Linked DNA regions of Triticum aestivum: region 2 is linked to region 1. The links are chromatin contacts, called in public Hi-C maps. All regions are on one chromosome and are shown on one strand. Each heading gives the region's core, a stretch centred on a gene start, on an enhancer-like site or on the middle of the called end of the contact. The rest is flanking DNA. Distances are from core to core; before and after follow the strand shown.

What was found. Hi-C and Micro-C count contacts between places; a contact is called where the count stands out from the background.
Region 2: a contact with region 1 is called in a Hi-C map of leaf, with 4 times the contacts expected there. The contact joins the promoter of LOC123053975 here to the promoter of LOC123053972 in region 1. A contact is called at or near these places in 4 of 5 Hi-C or Micro-C datasets (leaf and an unstated tissue) and 1 of 1 datasets of contacts at active chromatin or transcription factors (leaf).

The regions. Positions count from the first base shown.
Region 1 is chr2D:482,408,530-482,413,272 of IWGSC CS RefSeq v2.1, forward strand. LOC123053972 reads right to left here and starts at 1,948. Exons shown (of 2, transcript XM_044477600.1): 1 at 1,401-1,948. The coding sequence starts at 1,650.
Region 2 is chr2D:482,743,432-482,748,174 of IWGSC CS RefSeq v2.1, forward strand. LOC123053975 (pentatricopeptide repeat-containing protein At1g77360, mitochondrial) reads right to left here and starts at 2,529. Exons shown (of 2, transcript XM_044477603.1): 1 at 1,049-2,529. The coding sequence starts at 2,470. The coding sequence ends at 1,076.

The DNA of each region.
Region 1 (4,743 bases), core at 698-3,197:
ATTTACATATCCAGGGTGTGGCAATTCTTTCCACAGGTCTTGCTTAGAAGTTTATTACTCCACAAAACAACTTCACATTGGACAGCATACTGATTTTGAAACGAGAATAGGTAGGGCGAACTGCCTATCTTGGACCATTTTTTTTTGCGTGGAGCCTATCTTGGACTTATAGAAGAGCGTGGACTTGACCACCAAGATCCTTTACGATACCACTAAGCCACGTAAGTGTCACCTGGACAACACGTTATGAACACCAAAATTTTGAACCTTCGCTGCATGTGACAATCAACTCATCGTGGAACCAGATGCTAAGTGTTCAATTGATGTTATGCACATAGTTTTTAGGATGAGTGTCCATTATGCATATGCATATTTGAAAGCTATTTGCAGGGTCTATGTCACTACTCATGCCTGGCTAGGATCTGAAATCGAGTTGTTGAAACTCTTCATTGTAAGCATTTCAGGATGAACGAGGCAAGCCTATGACCTGTAGCAACTTATGATTTTCCTACCGAGCAACCAAGAGTATCCTCTGTCCTCCAGAAATTAGCCTTCAATCCAGTCCATGTACAATTTCAACAGGCATGGGAGAAAACTATATACGTTTCCAATGCCACTGGCCAGAATCAGGAGGTGCTAAGGGTGCTTGGTTAGGGGGGTATCCCTGGATGGGTTGCGGATATCCATCTCGTATCAAAAGTATTCAGATTCTTCATGAGAAGTATCCAGGTTTCAGAGGAACATGCCGGACATGAGATGTATAGTCATCAATTTTTTAGTCTAGGATGTAATCTGGCTATAAGGATTTCAACAAAAAATGGATAACCACATGATGATTTGAAAATGATGATTTTATCCTCAACATATTAATTCATTATGTTAAACTAGAAATTTGACAAGTTCACTAATTGTATCCTGAAAATGGCCTGACCCACATTAACATATTAAGGGAGGACCATCAAAGCTGGTGAGTGAACAATGCAATGATCAAATCATGCATCCAATCCAAAAACGTCGCATGCCCTACTTCCAAAAAAGTAAGAGCACAAACTCAGGTGGTTCTAATAGCCTACTTTTACAGTTTCAGTATCAACGTAAATGTAGCTAGGAAAGTTAACTACAATCAGGGCCAAAATAATATGCTGCTCTTCAGTATAGATTGTCTCCACAAGGATATAAGGTGAACCCAGGGCGATACCAAATCATGGTATCAAGGCATCAGATTGCACATTCCAGTACCATCTCAATCCTAAGCGATTCCATCATCAGTCACATGTGAGTTTTCCTTTAATTCTTTACTGTTTTTTTAATTTGTCTGCGAGGACAACAGCATGCATAATTTGGCAATGAAATGCGAAACAGCAAACGAAAAAGTTAGAAATGGAATCAGCAGGGCGTACCGCCGCAGCAGAAGCAGCAACAGCAGCACGAAAGTAGCATGGCGGCGTCGCAGGCGAGCTCGACCGCGGTGGCCACCATCGACGACGAGCGGCCCTCGAGCAGCGGCGCCTGCTGTTCGTCCCCGTCCTGGCCCTGCCGCCCCTGCCCCTGCCCCTGCGCGCGCTTCTTGTTGGCGAGGTTGAACTCCAGCTTCTCCAGGTAGGCGTGCTTGAACGAGTCCCGGATCCGGAGCGACGGCCACAGGTGCATCTTCGCCGGGCGAGGAGGGGGCGGCGGCGGGGGCTGGCCGGGCCGGGGATTGTCTTGATCTTAGGGATCACGGGGGTCGGCTCGGAGGAAGGCGGAGGAGAAGCGTGAGATTTTGGCTTCGGACGGTGCGGGTTGCGGATTTGGGATCGGATGACGGGACGGCACGGCACGCCGATGGCGAGCATGCGCGGCGGGGTGGGGTGGAATCTGCGAGAGCGAGACCTCCTCTTCGCGCTCACGCGCTGCTCGCCTGTGCCTGCCTGGCCCAACAAAGGCGGACGGTCCCTCGCGTCGCTCGCTCGGGTCGATGGTTCATCGGTCAGCGTTAACCGGTCACCTGTGACCAGTCCACCGTTTTGACTTTTGTAAAAAACAAATCTAAAAAATTCGGGGAAAATTAAAAAAACAAAAAAAAATCATAGATTTGCAATAAAAAGTTCACGAGTATGGGAAAAAATATACTCCCTCTGTCCCATAATATAAGAGCATTTTTGACACTAGTCTAGTGTCAAAAACGTTCTTATATTATGGGACGGAGGGAGTATTTGAAAAAGTTTATGAAATTTCAAAAAGGTTCCTAGATTTTTTGGGAAAAAATCACAAATTTGATTTTTTTCCTTGATTTTGGATAAAGTTCATTTTTTTGAAAAGTTCATAAATATGAACAAAGTTCATCAATTTTAAAAAACAATTTTGAAAAACAAGATTCATGAATTTGATAAAAGTTTGCGGATTTTGGAAAAAGTTCATAAAAATTGAAAAGAGTTCGTGAATTCAAAAAAAATCATGGATTTGAAAAAAACACAAGTTTTGTAGAAAGGCTCACGAATTTGAAAAAAACACAAATTTTAAAAAGAGAAGAGAAAAATAAAAATAAAAGAAAAAGGGAAAATAAAACAGAAGAAACCCGGTCAAGAAACCAAATAACAAAAAAGAAAAAACCGGTCGGAAGCTTCCCGAATCCGGCCTAGGAAGCTTCTGGGAGATTCCTCTAGTGCATTAAGATGGGTTGGCCCATAAATCAAGAGAAGAGAGAGAGAGAGAGAGAGAGAGAGAGAGAGAGAGAGAGAGAGAGAGAGAGAGAGAGGGGCATTGCGTACCAAATAACCAATAATGGGTGCATAAGGCGTCAAATAGGATTTGGCGGAATCTGCACTGATCACTTCAAAATATGTGCTGACAACGTGGAACACAAACCTAGCCATATGGGCCATGCCTCCCGGACCGGCTTGCGGGCACGAATTTTTGGCCTGGCGTTGGTCGGGCATGTCATGCGAGTAAAAGGGCCGGACCGGCCGACCTTCGCCTGGCCATGGAACAAGGCCGATCTTCGAAGCCAAGCCTTAAGGCCAGACGACACGACCATTTTAGTTTTTTCCCCCTTAATTTTTTAGTTTTTTTAAGTTTTTTTGTATTTTCCTTAGCTTTTTAGACCGAAACGCAACAATTTCCTGCCTGCAACTGTTTCGTGTCGGGCTGGGTTTTTTATCTGGGTTGCCAGGCCTTTGGGTGTGCCGACCCATATGACCAGGTTTGGTGGGACTGTGACGGGAGGAAATTGGACGGCTAGGACATCAGCTCATGATGAGGATATAATATTGTATTTATTTTTTTATAAATCTTCTAGTGACATTTCAATTAGTGATATTCTTAGCCTCAGTTTGCGGTTGCTGAATGTTATAAAAAAATAAGCACAAGAGTGGGAAAAAGCATAATATTGTGAGTCAAGGGTCGAGATGTGAGTACTTGAGAGACGTCGACGATGAGTGAAGCAAGAGGGTTCCCTGGGATGCTTGGATCCATCGGGTATATGCACGGGAAATTGAAGAGTTACCCGCAACAGAATATGGCAATTCATTAGTCATTGACATGATCCAACCATCATACTCAAAAGCGGTTTCATCCAAAGATATATCGATTTAGACTTTCTCCTTTGGGATGCCTAGCTCAAGTAACTAGACCAATGTATTGTAAATATATCATCTATTTGCAAGGGTGGTTGCAGTGGAAACTCCACCATACAACTACAAAGTCGATGGTCATGACTATAATGTGGGATACTAAGATGCCAACTATTTCGCTTGATGGATCTTTTTCGAAACAATATCAAACCCTCAAGGTAACAATAGAATCCATAATGCAAGGTTTTGTGGGAACAACTGTGATCCATGAGAAAGTTACTAACTGACACCACAAATTTCTTGAGATCAACTGAAGGATAGAAGACATGTCATTAGATGAGTATCTCCACGATAACCTTGTTGAACATATATGCATACGTGATAGTAACATGTGCAACAGTTTTGTGACGTTTCATCATTTTTATTTAGATTATCTAGTACATTTTGGAGCTTATGGTATATTTGAATTTGAAAATCTCAAAATTATGAATTTGAAAAGTTGTTCAATTATGTGTTGTAGAAACATACAAGTTTGAATTTTTACATGTAAAAATGGAGTTAAATGAAGTTCATATGCATGAAGAGGAGATAAATGTAAGATAATGCAATATATGCTCTAAATTACTAGGAATTGTCAAATGACCGCTCCCTGAAAAGATGATTTTTAGGGGCTCCACTAAGATCATTTTCGGAACGCTCTTTTCTGGGAATCTGCTAGAGTTGCTTTTACCAAGTCATATATTGTGTCGATCAGACTATGCTTTCCCACTTACACCCCCTTGTGTGATCCTAGTCGAAAGATGATAATGTCCTCAACTTTCCTCTATCCGAGAAGGAGGGGGGGGGGGGGGGGGGGGGGGGCGCAACAACTTTAGGAGAGGTGGGGAACCTGGGCTACTAGTTGGAATCCTTAAAATGGGGCAACTTTTCCTTTTTTTTACGATACTTCTTTGTGTGAGATAAGTTTTATTTTAGTTGTCCTCCATTTTTTTCATGGTGATAAGGGTGATGGTGGCACTTGCAAATACTACTTCTCAGTAACTCTTCAAACAACACAAGGTACTTTCGGGTATTGGTGCTCGTTTTATGGGATTATATTCGTACGTGTGCATCCTTTAGATTACGACTCAATAGATCGGTTTTGGATTTCTCACGCTAATTGGGAGGAGAATGCCTTTTATAATAATGACCC
Region 2 (4,743 bases), core at 1,279-3,778, 340 kb after region 1:
GAAGGAAAACAAAATTTTGCTCATACACTAGTAGATGTGGGCTAACAATTCTTTTGTTACGAATAATAAACAAGAGCCAAGACTATACTTCCAACCGCAAAGCCTTTCAAGTAAGTTCAGGCCGGGCTTTGCAAAGTCTGACCTCAAATCCCAAGCCCAGCCCGGCCTGGCCCGAAACACATGAAAGTGTACTTTTTAATTAAAATAATGAATTTTGGGATATTTAAATGATATATTATACCTATATGTCTAATAAAATGGTGATTTATGACCTGTTCGGGCTTTTGGGTCAAGCTTCAGGCAGAAAAACTGAGCCCGAGCCCGGCCCGGATGTGCCCGGGTCTACTTTCAAGTCCTATTTATGGCAGAAAACGTTCAATAAAAGGTGGTGGTCTTGCTTCCTTTTCCGCGGGATCTAGGCAAGGCTTTGAAGGGAAATCATGTTTATATATGTCATTTTGAACTGTTTTGAAGGGAAGAAATTGTTATGCCAGGTTAACAATAAAAGAGGGGTCACCGGGTCAGCCCCCCCCCCCCCAAGTTAGGCCTCTTTTCCATATTCCGGAGTTTTGTGTTCCTTTTTCTTAGGGTGTCTCACATCTATATAAGGTGACCCCGGCTGTTGGATAAAGTAGAATGAAGTTGTCTAATTTCTCCCGTTTATCAGCCATCCTCCTCCTCAAAATTATCCTCTCTTCCTTCAACCCCTAGTCACACCATCTCCACCCTCCCTAACCACGGGACATAGCAGAAAAAGACAGACTTTCCAAAATTAGGCAATGCAACTGCTAGAGTCTACCTCCTTTCGAACAAAACTTCAAGCAGTGGAGCCCAACGATTCCTCATGGTTTCTCAAAATGAATATATAGCCAATAGGGCTAACAATATATAGGCCATGAAAGTAGTAATCTGGAATAATAGTTCCAAGTAGTTTAATTAACTTGAGGCCTAATGAGGAAGTGACATAAGGTCATGAAAATTGGTAGTTTCACACAATAAATGGCAATCATCAAAACAACCAGTGGCATCCAAATGAAAGAAGACATACCTAATGAATTATACCATCAATGTGTTGTTACCGCCGCTTCAACCTTCGTGCAAGTTGGTCATATGTGTGGTGCCTCTCAGCCTTGTAAAATGCTCGCTTCATTTTTTCAATGGTGGACTGGGGCAACTCAATTCCCATGTCAAGCATCTGATCGGTATATTTCTTCACCTCGGCGAACCTGCTAAAGTCGAGAAGCCCAGCTATTAACTCTTTGGCTGATTCCTCAGCCGGAGTAATTTGGTGCTCCACGATGCAGTGCCAAACGTCAACTGCGGCAGATGGGTTAAACTCCTGACAAAATAAGCTGATAGCAGCAGCACAGTTGGAGGCGGAGGGCAGCTGCTCGTTCTTGCTCATCTCCGCGAGGAAACCTTCAGTCTCACGAGCCTTGCGCTGCTTGATGAGCCCCTCAAGTATGGAATTATATGTATCAGAATCTGCAAAGACCCCATTTAAGGGCATTTCATCGAGCATCTGGAAGGCGTAGTCGGTGTTACCGACACTAGAGCAGAGGCCAATTACGGCGTTGTACATTGGGAGATTGGGAACCAGTCCTGCATCCGAGACCATAATTTGCCAGATAGCAATAGCATTGGCATGGTCTCCCTTGCGGACGACAAGGTCGATCGCGTTGGCAAAGAACTTGAGCCCCGGGAGGCAGCCCTTGGTCCGCATCACCTGGAGGAACTTGAGTGCCTCGTTGAACTGGTCCCCTCGCACGAGCGTGGAGAGGAAAGCATCGTAGGCAGGCATGTTGCTGGCGTCCCACCCGACGCGGACGACCATCTCGCCGAAGGTGCTCTTGGCGCGCTGGACGTTCCCCTCCTTCTCCCACGCCTCGAGCAGTATCGCGAAGGTGTCCGCGTCGGGCGCGACCGTGGTCTTGTAGCGTTCGAAAAGCTCCCACGCGGCCTGCCCGCCGCCATCCCGGCGGCACATGGCGGCGAGGAGGGAGTTGAGGGCAACGGCGTCCGGCGTCACGCCGTGGCGCTCCATGACGTCGAAGGCCATGGCGGCTTCCTTGAAGTTGCCGCGCGCGCAGTAGGAGGCGAACATGGAGGCGAATGTGGCGACGGAGAGGAGGCCGCCCTCCTGGCTCATGGAGAGGACGGCGTCCCACATGGGATCGAACATGGCGGCCTTACCGAGGATGTCGACGAGGAGGTTCCAGGCCAAGGGGGTGAGCTGCACGGACGCCTTCGCCCAGCGGAAGAAGCGGACGGCCGATTTGGGGCGGGAGTAGCAGGTTTCGGACTTGAGCACCTGCTCCGCGGCCTCCGCCGTCGGGCCGACGCCGCAGGAGGTCAGCGCCCCCTCCACCTCCCCCATCGGGACGCGGCCGAGGATGTCGAGGAACGCCTCCACGCGCTGGGACCCCTCCCCCTCCCCCTCCCCCTCCGTGCTCTTCTCCGTTGCGCTCATCGGCGGCGGCTGTGCTTTCTTCGATCTGCAGGGTCCCCCTCTACTTTCCCCCTAAATCCTACTCCTACTGTCGATCCTAATTTTGGCCCTCCTATCCAGCGTTTGGGTTTTCTATATCTGAAGAAAAACTGCGTGTTTGTAAAATCCTCAAACTCTGTCGTCTTGGGCCTCCGTCGTTACCTGCCGCGGCTGAAATCTGGCCTGTTTATTGGTTTCGGCGGACAAACCCACGGCTGACTAACTTCATTCCGCATCCTAGCCCAATAATGTGGGAACGACTGTGTTTCGCTTAATTGGAAAAAAAAATAAAGCATCTACTGCTTCTTCTTCTTTTTTTTGAGCGGTAGCATCTACTGCTTCTGGTCGTAGTCACGAAAATTATCCCTAAAATTAATAGAAGTTACCCAACAATGCCACCCGTAAGTGACAAAAATGATTTGTTTTTTATTAGGTGGCCGCCGGTTGCGTCCGGATCATTTACAGCTAGACCCTAACGTTATGACAAGTAGACAAGTAACCTACTGGCTAGGGCGTTGCTCTGCCATCGGGGAGAGTTGGGTTTGATCCCAGGTTCTGACTTTTTTTTGTTGCATTTTCTTCCCGAATATCTATAGTATGATATTATCTTGGCCCAGCTACTTCTTTTAACTTTTATTTTACACAAATTCATTTTTTGCTGAGTTTTCTCCCCGTATATCTATAGTATGATATTATCTTGGCCCAGCTACTTTTTTTACCTTTTTATTTTACGCAAATTCAAGTATTTGTTAAAAAAATATCTTCTAAACGATAATTACAAATTTAACATGTTATATATGAAAACCGCTCAGAAAAATATATAGAATATAATATTATCTTGCATGTTATAATTGTTAAAAATTTTGTTTATGATGCACCTTTAGTTGGTACTTTTCTTTTCTATACCTATATATATAACATACATTTCTTACTCCTGTTTTTTCATACATAAAGAAAAGAAACAGAAAAAATCGTCCATCATTCAGCTTTGATTTATTTGGCTCATCGGTCGCACGTCTTGCACATAGGTAATGGGCCCGGCCCTCCGCCCCAGTGCAATTGAGTATTTTCCTGCAGGGGGCGCCCATGGTCATTATGAGATAAAGAATTATGTCGCAGAAAAAATTAATTTATTCCTGTGATCTCGAACCCGAGATCTCAACCATCGTTTAGTTGGTTGCAACCAATTGAGCTGGGTTATCTATTAAAAAATGAAGGCTTAGTGTGGGACCGTAATGTGCGACAAAAATAATGCAATCAGAAAGGTGAGAGGCGCTATGTAAGCGTCGAGTTGCATGCAACGAACTAGGGTTGTTTCGCTCGGATGCGAACTTTTTTTTATTGATCTTCAAACATATGAAGAGATGGTGTAAAACACGTTTAACAGAACCCTTTTTTTAAGATTTTTTCACGACCTGGTGCAAATTTCAAGCATTGTTTCAACATAAAAATAATGCCGTGGTATGAGGCTCTTTAAGATCAGAATCGTCGTTCGAAAACCATACCAAAAGTATTGTATGTGTAGCATGCTTCTTAATGTAGTACTACTTATATAAATTTCTGCTGGCACCGTTCGAATGTTCTTCCGCCGTGTTGATGGTTATTTTGATGGACACACCAATTAACTCTCTCATTGCAACGCACGGTCATATGTGCTAGTAATTGGCAAAATGTGAGGAAAACCCTATACGACATGTGTTGCATCAAACTGCTGAGGATTCGCACAGAGAGCTAGCGACGAGAGAACAAGGTGGGCCGACCAGTTATGAGATAAAACACGCTACAGTTCTGGTTTTGGGAACCTCTGGAGGTTTCCTAATCAGTTTTGGAAGCTTCTAGAAGTTTCTTGGTCGGTTTTGGAAGCTTCTAGAACGTTCCTGAACCACTTTTTATTTTTTTGCTTTTTTTATTTACATTTTTTCTTAATCTGGTTTTCTCTTTTTCTTTTCTTCCTTTTTCTATTTTCTGTGATATATTTTCTTTCTTTTTTCTTTTTTTATTTAATTTGTAATTCTTTTTTCTACTCGTTTTTGTGTTCCCATTTTTCTCTTTCAGAATTTCAAAATTTCAAACAATGTTCAGAAGTTCAAAAAATCATGTTTTTTAATTTCTATTCAGAAATTCAAAAACATTTGTGATTTCTAAAAAATGTTCACGTATTTGAAAACATTTTCACCTTTCAAAAAATGTTCGTGTTTAGAATTTTGTTCACAACTTCAAAAAGTGTTCTTGATATTTAAAAAATATATGCATAT